Regions from separate parts of the Mus musculus genome. Here all the other regions are linked to region 4. The links are chromatin contacts, called in public promoter capture Hi-C maps. All regions are on one chromosome and are shown on one strand. Each heading gives the region's core, a stretch centred on a gene start, on an enhancer-like site or on the middle of the called end of the contact. The rest is flanking DNA. Distances are from core to core; before and after follow the strand shown. Region 1 holds the start of Gjb3 (gap junction protein, beta 3). Region 2 has its middle 20 kb from the start of Smim12. Region 3 holds the start of Dlgap3 (DLG associated protein 3). Region 4 holds the start of Ago4 (argonaute RISC catalytic subunit 4).

The links. Promoter capture Hi-C pulls out the DNA fragments that hold promoters and counts their contacts.
Region 1: a contact with region 4 is called in a promoter capture Hi-C map of stem cell-derived epiblast-like cells, with 2.1 times the contacts expected there. The contact joins the promoter of Gjb3 here to the promoter of Ago4 in region 4. A contact is called at or near these places in 4 of 39 promoter capture datasets (the C10 cell line, pre-B cells, second pharyngeal arch cranial neural crest and 1 more) and 2 of 484 Hi-C or Micro-C datasets (cortical neurons and myocytes).
Region 2: a contact with region 4 is called in a promoter capture Hi-C map of stem cell-derived epiblast-like cells, with 2.7 times the contacts expected there. The contact joins the enhancer-like site here to the promoter of Ago4 in region 4. A contact is called at or near these places in 6 of 39 promoter capture datasets (the 3T3-L1 cell line, 3T3-L1-derived adipocytes, HPC-7-derived erythroid cells and 3 more).
Region 3: a promoter capture Hi-C map of liver shows a contact between it and region 4, with 4 times the contacts expected there. The contact joins the promoter of Dlgap3 here to the promoter of Ago4 in region 4. A contact is called at or near these places in 3 of 39 promoter capture datasets (hippocampal neurons and liver).

What each region holds. Positions count from the first base shown.
Region 1 is chr4:127,329,296-127,332,410 of GRCm38.p6, forward strand. It overlaps Gjb3 (gap junction protein, beta 3), which reads right to left and starts at 1,541. Exons shown (of 2, transcript NM_001160012.1): 1 at 1,207-1,541. It overlaps Gm40251 (a long non-coding RNA gene), which reads left to right and starts at 68. Exons shown (of 4, transcript XR_868156.3): 1 at 68-840; 2 at 2,593-2,696; 3 at 3,047-3,115.
Region 2 is chr4:127,262,033-127,264,914 of GRCm38.p6, forward strand. No RefSeq gene overlaps it. Among named protein-coding and RNA genes, the nearest start is that of Smim12, 20 kb to the left of the region's middle. Within about 2 kb of position 1,494, at least 21 of the 459 cell types and tissues checked have an H3K27ac peak or open chromatin away from gene starts, as enhancers often do.
Region 3 is chr4:127,167,692-127,170,636 of GRCm38.p6, forward strand. It overlaps Dlgap3 (DLG associated protein 3), which reads left to right and starts at 1,513. Exons shown (of 12, transcript NM_198618.5): 1 at 1,513-1,674.
Region 4 is chr4:126,532,098-126,535,370 of GRCm38.p6, forward strand. It overlaps Ago4 (argonaute RISC catalytic subunit 4), which reads right to left and starts at 1,361. Exons shown (of 18, transcript NM_153177.3): 1 at 1,088-1,361. The coding sequence starts at 1,106.

The DNA.
Region 1 (3,115 bases), core at 291-2,790, 800 kb after region 4:
GTTTGTTTTTGTTCCCATTTATCATCTGCCTGTCCAATTAACATGCCTACTTGACTGGCTGGCTGCTTCAAGTTTGGTATCACTCAGTGTTCATTCAGTAGGCACTGGATTTGCACACTCAATTCAGAGCTTGAGAGTGGAGTTCTCAGAGAGGCTGTGGGAGGGCTGGGCAGAACGGCAGAGGACCAACCGAGCCAGGAATTAGATGGCAGTATTGCTGCCCTCCACAGGGTCTGTCTTTTGAGAATCTCAGTTCTCGACTAGATGGGGGTATCTGGGAAGCCCTAGAGCGTGAAGACCCTTATGGGTTTGGTCCTGGCACTTACTTTTAAACCTTCCAGGGAGGGCCAAAGATTAGCACCTGGATTCTGACCCCCCAGGAAATGCCAGGACTGCGTTTACTAGCTGGGAGAAATCCAAGAGAATTCTGTAATGTCGCTAACCCTGTTCCTTATCTCTTATCTTGGATTACTGCAAGAATCTTCGACTGTTCCCTCCCCAGCCGGCTCTTCCTGGGAGTGCTCAAGGAGAGTGAAGGGGAGGAGGAGTTCCTTCCACCCGGTACCCCCTAAGGATGCCACGTCTGGGGCTCCCCATTTTGGTGCAGGCTACCTAGTCCCTTCTAAGACACACCCCGAGACAGACTCACCTGAAAAGAATTTCTCGCCTAGCCCGTGCTGAGGACTGGCAGAGCCGGTTCTGGATCCCCTGTTGCCCCCCAACTCCCGTTTCCAGCTACTAGAACGATTATTACTATTTTTTTAATCCAGTTTTTATCCAGCTGCGGGACCCAACCGCTCCATCTCTTTCTACCCCGCAGCACTGTGGCTGGCCCCAAAGGTATAGCTCCCCTCTTGGGCCCCGGGCCCCGTTTCCTTCCTTTCTAGACAGTTTGGGAGCTTTGTGAACCTGTGACTCGCGCGCGCGCGCGCGCGCGTGCGGGTGTGTATGTCCCCTTCTGTGAACCTTCCAGTGTCCGGAACCGCCACCTGCTCCAGAATGCTGGTGTATGTATGAGTGTGTGGGGTGGAAGTGGGAGTGGGGGCGGGGAGCAGAGCTTTGGGTTAGGGTGCTCCTTCCCTGCGCTTCTGCAGCATTAAATCTCCATGCTGGGCGCGTGGGCAGGCCCCAGTCCAGCCCCCCAGGGGATCCCCATAGAGAGGGGTTCTCAGCTGCCTTGGATTGTCGCCCCTTCCCGGTACTTACAGTCAGCGGCGCCGCCACCGTGGGAGCCTGGCTCCACGTGCCCAAGACCCACAGCAGAGGAGGAACGAGGCGGGAGCCAAGCCGAGCTCTGTGGCCTCGGTGAGGCTCCTGGCCAGCACAGCCAGAGGCAGCGTGGAGGAGGGGCGGCCGGGGAGGAGCCCGGAGTCGCCTCAGGGATGCAAGTTCTAATCCAGGAGCAGCTGCGCTGACTAGGGAACAGCAGGCTCCTTTGCGGAGGCTCCGCGTGCTCGCCTGTGGAATGGGGGCATTGGTGGCCACTGGCAGGGCTGTTGCAAGGACTGCAATGACATTAGGGTGTGAAACACCTTGCAAACTGTTAAGTGCCGTGGCAGTAGGGATGGCAATAAATGACACGCCTACGCTGGTTACCACGGATACCCCGTCTGCGCCCTGCCCATTTGGATCCCAGCCTGCTGCAAAGTTTCAAAGTTTTCGTACGCTCTTGGGGGCCCCCCTCCCGCCCTGTTTGCATCCCTGATGGCATTTTCCAGGGAGGCAGTGTATCTTTGAGACAGTCTTTCGGGGCTCACACTGTGCTGGCCACCGGAAGGGACACAACCAGGAAAAGAAATCTCAGGGGCAAGGATGGTGTTTGGAGAGATTTTAGATGACCCAGTCTGCCCAAAGGAGTGTGAAGCAGGGTGGGAGGCCCAGCTTGTGAAGGGTGGGAGACCTGCGCTTGAGGGGCTCTGGAGACTAAGATGTTCAGTCTTATTCGTGGGCCAGGACTGAGATCCTAAAAGCCCTATCGCCCCAGGAACGGAAATCCAGGGTTTCCCTGGGATCCCCAGATCTTACTCACAACCTTGCCCGAGGCTTCACTGTCTAGACAGAGATGACTGATGCCCGACCCTGGTAACCATTCATTCCACTTGCTGGGACGATATCCATTGATGCGGGCTTCTGATCTACAAAAGGCAGCCTACATTAGGAGGCTCTGTTACTGTCTCCTACTACCCAGAAGGATTCCCGTTCGCCTGAGCGGAGCGCCTGAGACAAGGTTGCTTCTCTTAGGAGCTGCATATCATTCATACAGCACGCAAAGGAAAGATCTCTGATCTACATTGAAAAGAGAAAAGGAGAGGCCCCGAGATAAACCCAGGGACACATAGAAGTAACAGAGCCAACTCCAGGGACCTCAGTGACGTTGGCATTGGCTACGGCAAAGCCCTGTGGCAGAGGCTACCTTGTGCTTGCTATGGGCAGAGCAATTATCAGCACTATGGCTGGGCAGTGCCAGTTTTGTTGTTGTTGTTTTTTTTTTTTTTTTTTTTTTTTCTGGATGACTCTGCTAATGTGCCTGGGTGATGGGATTGGGGGACCCTGACCCTGCCACCTGCTGCTCATTCTCAATTATTTCCCTAGACTTCAGAGCAAAATGCCTGGTCCCATTTCCTCACCTCCCACTCATGCTTCAACCCACCAGAAGATTTCTGTCCCTGCTGTGCTACAAGAAAAGCCTTGTCAAGGTAACTCTGATCTCCACGATGCTAAATCCCACACAGTAATAAATCCGTGACCTCCTGAAACAGCTGTCACAGAGTCCCGCCTTTCTTCTTGAAGCACCTTCCACCCCCAGCTTCCTTGACACCCATCTCATTTCCTGGTCCCTGGGATACCTTCCATCAGGCCTGTACTGTGGGTGCTCTGGGCCAGGCCCAGCATCTCCTGTCCCAGGTGAGCTCACCCAATCCTAGGGCCCTACCACCCATTCACTGACATGCTCCTGTGTTCACGGCTGGCACTAACAAACACTAGATTGTGCAACCACGACTGCCCACATGTCCACCAGGCTAATAGGTTCTGGTTCTCCTTCCAGAATAACCTGTACATGTTCAAGTATGAGGAGACTTCCTATAACCCATGGAGGGTGCCGTGTGTGCTGCTG
Region 2 (2,882 bases), core at 244-2,743, 730 kb after region 4:
AGTCAGAGATGAGATGGTTTTGACCTTAGTTGTAGCCGGGCCCTGCAACCCTCTGTATACTCTGCTAGGTAGGGCATGAGCTGTGAAAACGGCTCAGGGGAACCAAATATCGCTTATATTATTTTTTCCAGAAATTTTATCTGTCTGGGTTGGTTCAGGCTCACATTCTAGTAAAGATGTTTGGCTCATGTGTTTTCCGGGAAGAGCTGAGGCCCCGTGGGGAAATGATGCAGATGCATGCTGGGAGTCTGCGTTCCTTGCCTTTCTTCCCTGTAGGTCTTCACTGTTTTACACACAGCCTTACTAGGTGACAGCAAAGTCATTTCAGGGGCTTTTTTGGATAGGGTATTCTCCTTCCTGGGCCACCCACTACCTTCTGTCTTTCTGTCCCCTGTCACCCACTACCTTCTGTCCTTCTGGAGAGGTTGAGGCAGAAGAATCCCAGAAAAGCAGAAAAGGAAAACTGTTCGCCTGGCTTCTTCAGGCTATGCTCTTCAAGTGTCTGGGCTGGACATTTCATATCTCTTTTGGTCATCTGGAGAGCCTTGCCTGGCCTTGACAAGGACACCGAGGCTAAGAGGCCGACTAATTCTCAAATAGCACAAGATGTCCCGCGGCGAAGCTGCCTGTCCCCTTCCAACTTTACTGTGCCCTTTGTCTCTCTTCGCCTTAGACAGCAGGAGGTGGAGGGTGAGAAGTTAGAGCCAGCCTGCTCCACTCTGCCTCCTTCCTGTCTCTAGAGACCTCTTTGTTCCCCTATTCCTGCACAGGCTCAAAGGGTTCTCAGGGTCCAGTGGCCTATAAGGACTGAATGGATTGTCACCTTTTGACCTGTCCCCTTTCCCATACCAATCCTCCCAAGCCCCGCAGCTACAATGGCTTAAGGCTGAGACAGGGCCTGCTTTGCTGAGAGTGGAAAACAGCTAGGCTCCCGGAAGGTTGGGAATAGCCATCGGTCTTCCTTTATGTCTAGAACATGGGTGGCGGTCCTAAGATCTGATAAGAGGAGTTTGATAAGAGAGGAGAGCTATAGCCTCCCCATCCTTTGTAGCTAAACCTACATCCCTGCACCAGGTAGAGTTGTGAGGCATGGGTTCTACTACTGGCCTCCAACTCCTGGCAATCCTCCAGCCGCCTCGGCCTCTTGTGTTCTGGGATGAAAGGCATGAACCACCATGCCTCCATACTTCACCAACCAACTGAGAGGCAAAGCCCTCTGCACAGTACCCAGCTTCACACACCATCCATCTCTCTTACTGCTCTTCTGTTAGTCGGTTCTTGGTCTTTTGCCTTTTGCCTCTGCTGGGAGGCTGAGTGCAGTGGGGATTAACAACCCTGGGAAAACCTTTCCCTAGCCTGCCTGGAGCAAGGAGATAAAGGAAGACTCCATGCTCTCTCAGTTTTTTGTCTTGCTTTTCACAACCTAGAGGAAACTGAAGGAATTGAAGGGTCTCCACTCTGAGAAGATAAGGTTGCATTGTGACTCCTTTGTGAGCCCAGGAAGGTTATCGTTCAGAGCAGAGTGACCAGCTCCGACCAGGAAATGTGTTTAGAGGGCCACGGAGGTACTCGAGGAGTCCTGAGACGCCTTTCCCAGCAGTAAAAGCCCCGAGATCCTGGAAAGACGGGGTGTGGCTGGTGAAACTGAGGAAGGCTGAGGTTGTGAGAATCTTTAAAAATAGGTCGTTTTGCTCTGACTGGACTTGGGCGGGGGTTGGCTGAAGGCAGAGGAGCTGACTGTCAGAGGCCAGGAGGAATTCACTCTCCAATCACAAGGCAAGTGAGACTGGTGTTGTCCTCAGAATACTGTAGGAGCCCGGAAGGGGTAATGGGGAGCCCAGCCTCTGCCCCTGCCCCCACCCCCACCCCGGGTTGCCTGACTGTATTTTCGGAGACAGAGCAGGAAGTGGGCCTTCACAATGTCAGGATACAGGAAGCTATCGGACTATTGAAGGCCACTTCCCGTGAGCTGGTCATTCACATACATTTGTCACCGGCTATCAGGCCTTTCGGGCCCTACCATTGTCTACGGGGGCTGCTCAAGCCTGGGGGCCGCCAGCAGAGGCCCTTGGACACAGAATACACTATTGTGCTAACTGGCAGCACCACACAGGGTGGGAAGGAAAGTGGTGGGTAAGAAAGGGGACGCCAGCTTTGCATTGTCATCTGTCGCACAATGGGGCAGGGGGCTGGGGTCCTTTCTTGTTCGTGGGAGAGTGAACTTCAGGAAGGAGGGATGGCCGCCCAGGAGTCTGACTTCAAGTTCAGTACCAGATGGCTGTAAAGGTGCCCCAGGACTTCCTTAGCCCTGGAGCCTTTCATTGGTGTAGATGGGGTTTCTAGCCCTCTGCCAGGGGCCATGTGATGTAAAACAGGCATGGTGTCTGGAGACCTGGATTTTTTTGGCCGTTCTCTATCACTGTCAATCATGTAACTTCCTCACCCTTGTCTTCTTCTCCGGGTCACTTCTGACCCCAGTGGTCCTCCAGTGAGCCAATCAGTGTGTGCAAACTGGTGTGTGTGGTAGTTTAATGTCAGCCAAGCTTCTCTCTGCCTTCCTTTACACCAAGACAACCAGATCGACTTTTATCATCTGTGCTAACATTCAGAGAAGCAGCAGATATTTTTTCTCTGGTCATGTGCCTTTTGCCTTATGTGTGCATCTGGGTTTATTTCGTTTCTAGAAGTTGTAACAGGACAGCCCCAGCCCAGGAGGAGATGAGCCTACAGAGCTCTGTGGCACCACCCCCCCCCCCCCATGGCTCTGTCCTGCTCAGCTCTGAAGCTGTCAGTGCCAAAAGAAAGCTGATTTCTGTCTCAGCTTCTGGGAAGCAGAAGGCTGTGCGCTTTGGAGTCAAACACTGTGGTCAAATCTTAGCTTT
Region 3 (2,945 bases), core at 263-2,762, 640 kb after region 4:
TCTGCTCTTGGCTGAATAAATGCTGGTCTGGGAATTGTCTGCAGCCTCACTACATGATTGAAGGGACGATTGAAGTGGTCTCGTGGGCGGTAAGATAGTTGGCTAGTCTGTTCATCTCACTAGACTGCTTGGTTTCCCGCGGGGGAAGGGTCCTCTAGGTCCCTTTTTGTCATTTATGTAATGTGGCACCTTAAAAGGTCCCTCTAGGGAATGGGTGTGGGCTTGGCTCCAGGTTCTAGCTCCTTAGGACCCACGAATTCTACTTACCGTGCCTCAGTTTGCCCGGTTACTCAAGGAGGAGAGACAGTGACACCAAAGAAATACAGAGAAATAGGAGTCATTGTTGGGGACCCTGACTCAGAACATCTCCCAAGGTCTGTCCCTAGGGTGGTGGACTGTCTCAAGGCTCCAAAGCCCACACCTCACCACCTTAAGTTTTCAATACCAGACAAGGTAGAGGATGTAGCTCGCCTTCTACCACAACTTGGAGCGCCCGCGTGCCCTCAACACCCGCCGGGAAAGTCAGAATTCAGAACCGGCCCCTCCCCCATCTCCTCAGCCCCTCCTCCTGCGGCTTCCCCACGCGGCCCCCTCCCCCCCATTACAGCATTGCTCTGGGCGCCAAGACGGATTCCAGCCAGGGACTGCTGCAGTCAGCTCTCAGCGCTTCTGCAGCTTGTGTCCTGGCTCTGCAGCTTCGCGCTGTGCTTCGGACAGTCCCCTTTCCCCCCTCTACCCCACCCCCGCCATGGCACAGCCCCTGGCTCGGGGCCCAGAGGTGGGCGGGCACAGTGGGCACGGGTGGGGCCCCCAGCTAAGACGGCAGGTATAGCGGGGTTATCCCTGCACACTGGGGATTGCCTCCGCTGGCGGACTGTGGGTGAGGGACGCCTGTCAAAGACTCGGAGGCCAGGCACAGCGCCCCGCCCTGGCAGGGGTGGGGCAGAAGGGACTAGTGCGGAGAAGGGGGACTCCTAGAGCCCAGGCCAAGAGCTGGGGTCGGGTTTACAGACCCGGGAAACTAAGGACAGGAGCCTAAGAGGACGTGCCTGCGAGGGGGAGGCTGTGTGTGACATTCAGGGTGTGACTGCCTCGGTGAGGCAGCCGTGTGTCTCCCCCAGCTGCCCGCGCTCTGGGCTTGGGTCCCGGTGCCCAGGTCTGCTGTGCGCGGTCGTGACACCGAATGTGCTGGTTCCTGGGTCTTCGGTACACACCGACCCGGGGGACCACATTCGCACCCCCGAGCTGGGCCTCCCCGGCGCTGTCGCTCAGAGACGCGGGCGCTCCTCCGGGACCGCGGCGGCTGCCCGCCGGCTGCGACCTCGGTCCTCGCGGGGCCGCTGCGGGGGCGGGGAGCGCGGGCCCCCTCCCTGTCGCGGGCTCCTGGCTCGGCCGCCCTGCGCGGGGGCGGGGGCGGGGGCGGAGCGCGCGGGCGGGATCCCCCCGCCTCCCCGTCCTGGTCCCCGGGAAATCCAGCCTCCGTGGCTTGGCCGCCTCCGGCTCCCGCGCCCGCGGCCGCTCAGCACTCGCTCGGGGCTCCGCAGCTGGCGCGGCCCCTCCGCCGGGGGCTCCGCAGTGTCGGGTCCGGGAGCCCGCACTCGCTCCCGCAGCCGCAGCGCCCCCGGCCCGGGCCGCCGGCACCATGTAACCCCGGCTGGAGCCCGACCGGGCCAGGTAAGCAACCGGGAGGGGTGGGGATCGGGCCGCGCTTGCCGCGCCCTCTGCAGCGCCCCCCAGGCTCAGCCCCGCTGCAGCCCCGGCGCCGCCCACGCCCGGGGCTCCAGCGGCCTGGACTCCGGCCCCGAGATGGGGGGGAGGGGCTGGGCCTCTGCGGCCGCCCCCGGCCTCACCCTGGGCCTGGAGGCCGGCGTGACTGACCCCGGGGACGGGTTGGGGACCACGCGCTCCGCAGACGCGCTGTCCCGGCTGGGGCCGCGGGAGGCCAGCCAGCGCCCGCCCAGCCCTTGCCCGGCTGGAATGGAAGCTTGGGTCTGGGAGGGAGTAGCCTGCTGGCTGTGGGGGGAAGTCGTGGTGTTGGGGAGATCCGGAAAGAAGTTTCCTCTGCAGGTGTGTGAGCGTGCATGTGATGAGGGTGTCACCGTGTGGGTCTGTGGGTGAGTGAGTGTAATGCAGTGAGCGTTCAGGGTGTTAACCGTCCATGAGTCTGTCGACATATGTGTGGTTGAGTGTGTGCTGGCACTGTGTGGCTGTGTATGTAGGTGTCTGAGTGTGTGTGTATGAATGGACGTGCGTGTGCATGTGCATGTGCGACTATCTCTGTGAATGGGTCTGGGTATGTGTACTGTGTGACTGTGTGGGAATACATCCAAGCAGGGTTCACCCACACCTGGGTTTTGCCCCGCCCCCATTCTTGGTGGGACTTAGCACGGGAAGATCCTACTTTTCCCGAGGTCAGACCGCCCCCTCCCTCCAGAGTCTCCTTATCCTGGACACAGACAAGAGCACTCTGCACCTTCATCTACTTCCTGGGGCACCCTCTGCGAAGTCACTGGTATCTTTCCCTCATGCTGAGTCCCTGCTGGTGGTGAGCCTAAGGCTGTATACCTGTGTGTGGGGATACTTTTTTGGGGGAGGGTGAAGAGTACTAGGAGCTTGTGTTATTTCAATGATGCTTGGCCAAAGGCCCTTTAGAATGAGGAGGCCAGGAGGAAGATCTACCTTGTTAGTCATTGGAGCAGGTGGCTTTTTCCCAGAGTTCCAAGTCCCAAATCTCCAAGTTCTGGGTCGTTGGTTTAGCTCACGGTTCAGGTGGGTCTGTACTTAGTTCCTTGAAGTAGTAATAGAAGAATGTATCTGTATCAGTCTAGGACTTTTGAAAAATTGTTCCTCTCATTTCTTCTTGTTTCTCTAACTGCCTTGGAAGCAAGCTGAGATGCTGTCAGGTTAAGCCATATGAAATTGACAGTATTGAGCAGTTGTTTGTT
Region 4 (3,273 bases), core at 111-2,610:
ATGCCACCATGCCCAGCTAAGCCGATTTATTTTTTGAAGGCTTATGACATTTGACTATGTGGGCTTTTTAAGAAAACCTTAAGCAGCAAATAAAGATAGGATTTAATCGCTCAGTTATGTAAATATGTTCCAAGTTAACAAACCTGCAAAATTTCCAAATGCAAACAATAAACCTAATTTTCTATGAATTTTAAAAACATACAACTAAGTCTACTATGTAGACAAGGTTTGAATATGAAAACTAATTCCATCACTGCCCCTAAACCTTGCCCTACTTAGCCAAGCCATTAGCAACCTGTTGTAGGGCTTGAGACAGGAGCACAAGGCTCCAAACGAAGAGTATTCGTGAGAGTTTGGAAAGCTTCCTTGGGTTGGAGCAGAGAGCGAGAGAACCAGGGGCCACCCATAACCAGCAAAGAATCACAGTTTCAAAAACACTTTTTCGTTTGATTTTAACAGCCTCTGATAACCCAATTAAAAGGGAAGGCAGGGCATTGATGCCCTTGCTGGAGAGTATTGGATTGTCATTCCAGAGCACTCTGGGACTGACAAACTGACAGATACCAAACTTCAGAGTTTTGGAAAAAGAACGGACATTTCTCCCTTTGGCTTTCAGGGACATGAGTGAGTGGGTCTCTCCTCCTCATCTGAGGAACCAGATGCCAGTGCAAAAGAAAACAGGGATTCTGCCCCACACCAAGAAAACCCTTGACAGAAGGTAGAAGGCCTTCCAGGTTTGGGCCGGGCCTCGGCGTGCCCCAGACACACGGTCCCATTTGAGGCCCCAACTAGCCTCGCGGCGACCGTGGACAGAGATCTAAGGTCCGAACAGGTCTGCCCTACCCCGGGGAACTCGGGTCACCTCTTGAGCCTCCCTCCCTTAGACGGGTCCCGAATAGACCTAGAGTCTTCAGCTGGGGCGTGGTCCCCGCCCCCCAGGGACGAGGGCATGGGACCCCTTCCTTCCCGGGGCCTGGCAGCCGGCAGCCGGGTCCGCGAGCGGCGGTCGGGCAGCGACAGTCCCTTCCGCCGGTCTGTCTGCCCTCCCGAGCCCCAGGTCTGACCCTGGTCCGAGCGCGCTCCTCACCGGGTCCCAGCGCCTCCATGGCGGCGACGGGGGCCGCCTCGCTCCGGTCCCCAGCGCCTCCCGCTCCGGGCCCCGCCGGAGCCGCGTAACGCTTGCTCTCTGGAATATTGGCGCTGAAGCGGCGCCGCGAAGACGCGGGCCGGGGGCGGGCAGGGGGCGGCGGCGGCGCCCAGTCCGGGGACAGGGACCCGACTCTGTCACGGCTCTTCCGGCCTCAGCGACAACAAAAACAATCCCGGCCGCTGCCGCCGCCGCCGCCAGCTGGAACGGGAGCGGGAGGCGGCGCGCGCCCGCCGGGCGGGGCGGGGGCGCCAGGCGCCTGCGGTCCCGGGTCCCGGCTAGCGAAGGGGGCGTGCGCGGCCCCGCACGCGCGGGGTCCAGCGAGCCTGACCGAGGCAGGGGGCGGGGTGCGGCAGGGACGGGCGCGCGCCCGGGGGGCCGAGCCCAGAGGACGCGTCAGGCGCGCGCCCGCCCGCCCTTCCACCAGCGGGCCCGCTCGCCTGCGGTCCCGCACGCCGCTCCGCCGGTCCCCATTCTGGCAACCTTCCTCCAAGTCGCCATCGAAAGAGCTGGATTCCAGTCCTTGATGACCCACAGGCAGCAGCCCTCCACTTCGTCCTGAGACTCACCTTAGGAACCTGTCCTCCATCGCTCCACCACCACCAGAGATGACCCCTGGACACTTCAGGCACAATCGGTCCTTCAGTCACCTTCAGTCATTCCTCCTACTCCACCCCCACCCTCACCCCGGACACCACATATCCAGTCACCTTCCTTCCCTGTGCAGGGAAAGCAGGTTCTGTTCTGGGTCCCAAGACTGGTCAACATGTCACCAAGGCAGCAGGTAGCTCAGCGAGTCAAGTGTCCTTAAAGTTTCCATTCAGGACTTCCAGTTAAGACAGGACCATAGGCTGTCTGGTCAACTAAACGGGCAACGGCAGTCTATTAGTTAAAAAGGCACAACACTCTCATTCTAGTTTGCTGGGGCCCACCATTGGGTACCTCAGCTTAGTGCAATAGAAATGCGTTTTCTCTCAGTTTTGCACACCGACAGTCTAATAAAATCAAGGCGAGTTGGGGCAGGGGGTGTGATTTTTCTCCTTCGGTTGTAGAAATCTATCTTCTTGTGCTATCACACGGTCTTCCCATGGTAACTTCTATTCAAACCGCTCCTTTTTGTTTGGTTGGTTTTAATTAATTTATGTGTATGAGTATTTTTTGCCTGCATGCATGTGTTTGTGCCTGGTGCCTCCGGAGACCAGAAGACCAAATCGAATCCCCTCGAAACAGGATTACAGATAATGTAAGCTGTGTAGGGGCTGAGAATCAAACCTGGGGCCTCTGCAAGAGTATGAGGTACCCTTAACCACTAAAGCCATCTCTACAGCCCCCAACTTCTTTTTCTTATAAGGAAGATGGCTCAGTGGGTAAAGGTACTTTATAACATTGACAGCCTGAGTAGGAAGTTGGAGAGTTCAAGGCCAGCCTTTGCTACCAAAGAATTTAAGGCAATCCATGTTTTAAGAGACTCCAGCCCAGTGTAGCCTTTAATCTCAGCACTAGGGAGACTGAGGCAGTTCAGAGCCAATTCGGTTTACTTATGTAGTGACTTCTAGGACAGCCAGGACTGCAGAGTGAGACAGAGGAGACAAAGACAGGCAGATCACTGGAGCTCACTGTACATACACACACATACAGTACATACACATACATACACACACAGATACACACACAGATATATACATACCACATACACACATAAATACACACCACACACTTACACATGCACATGCATACACCACACACACATCACATACCTGCACATACACATACACATGTATGCACACACACATACAAATCCACACACATACATACACACACACACAGAGAAAGAAAGAAAGAAAGAAAGAGAGAGAGAGAGAGAAAGAAAGGAAGGAAGAAAGAAAGAAAGAAAAGAAAAGAAAAGAAAAGAAAAGAAAAGAAAAGAAAAGAAAAACTGGTGTATAACTAAAAGGAAAAGAAAAACCACTGTCTAGAAAGAAGCTCAAGGGATTTGTTTTGGTTTGGATTTTGTTATTGCTGTTTTGAGACAGGGTCTCACATGCCCCAGGCTGGTCTAGAACTTGCTGTGTGACTAAGGATGACTGCTGATCCTTCTGCCATGGATTCTCAAGGGCCGAGTTACA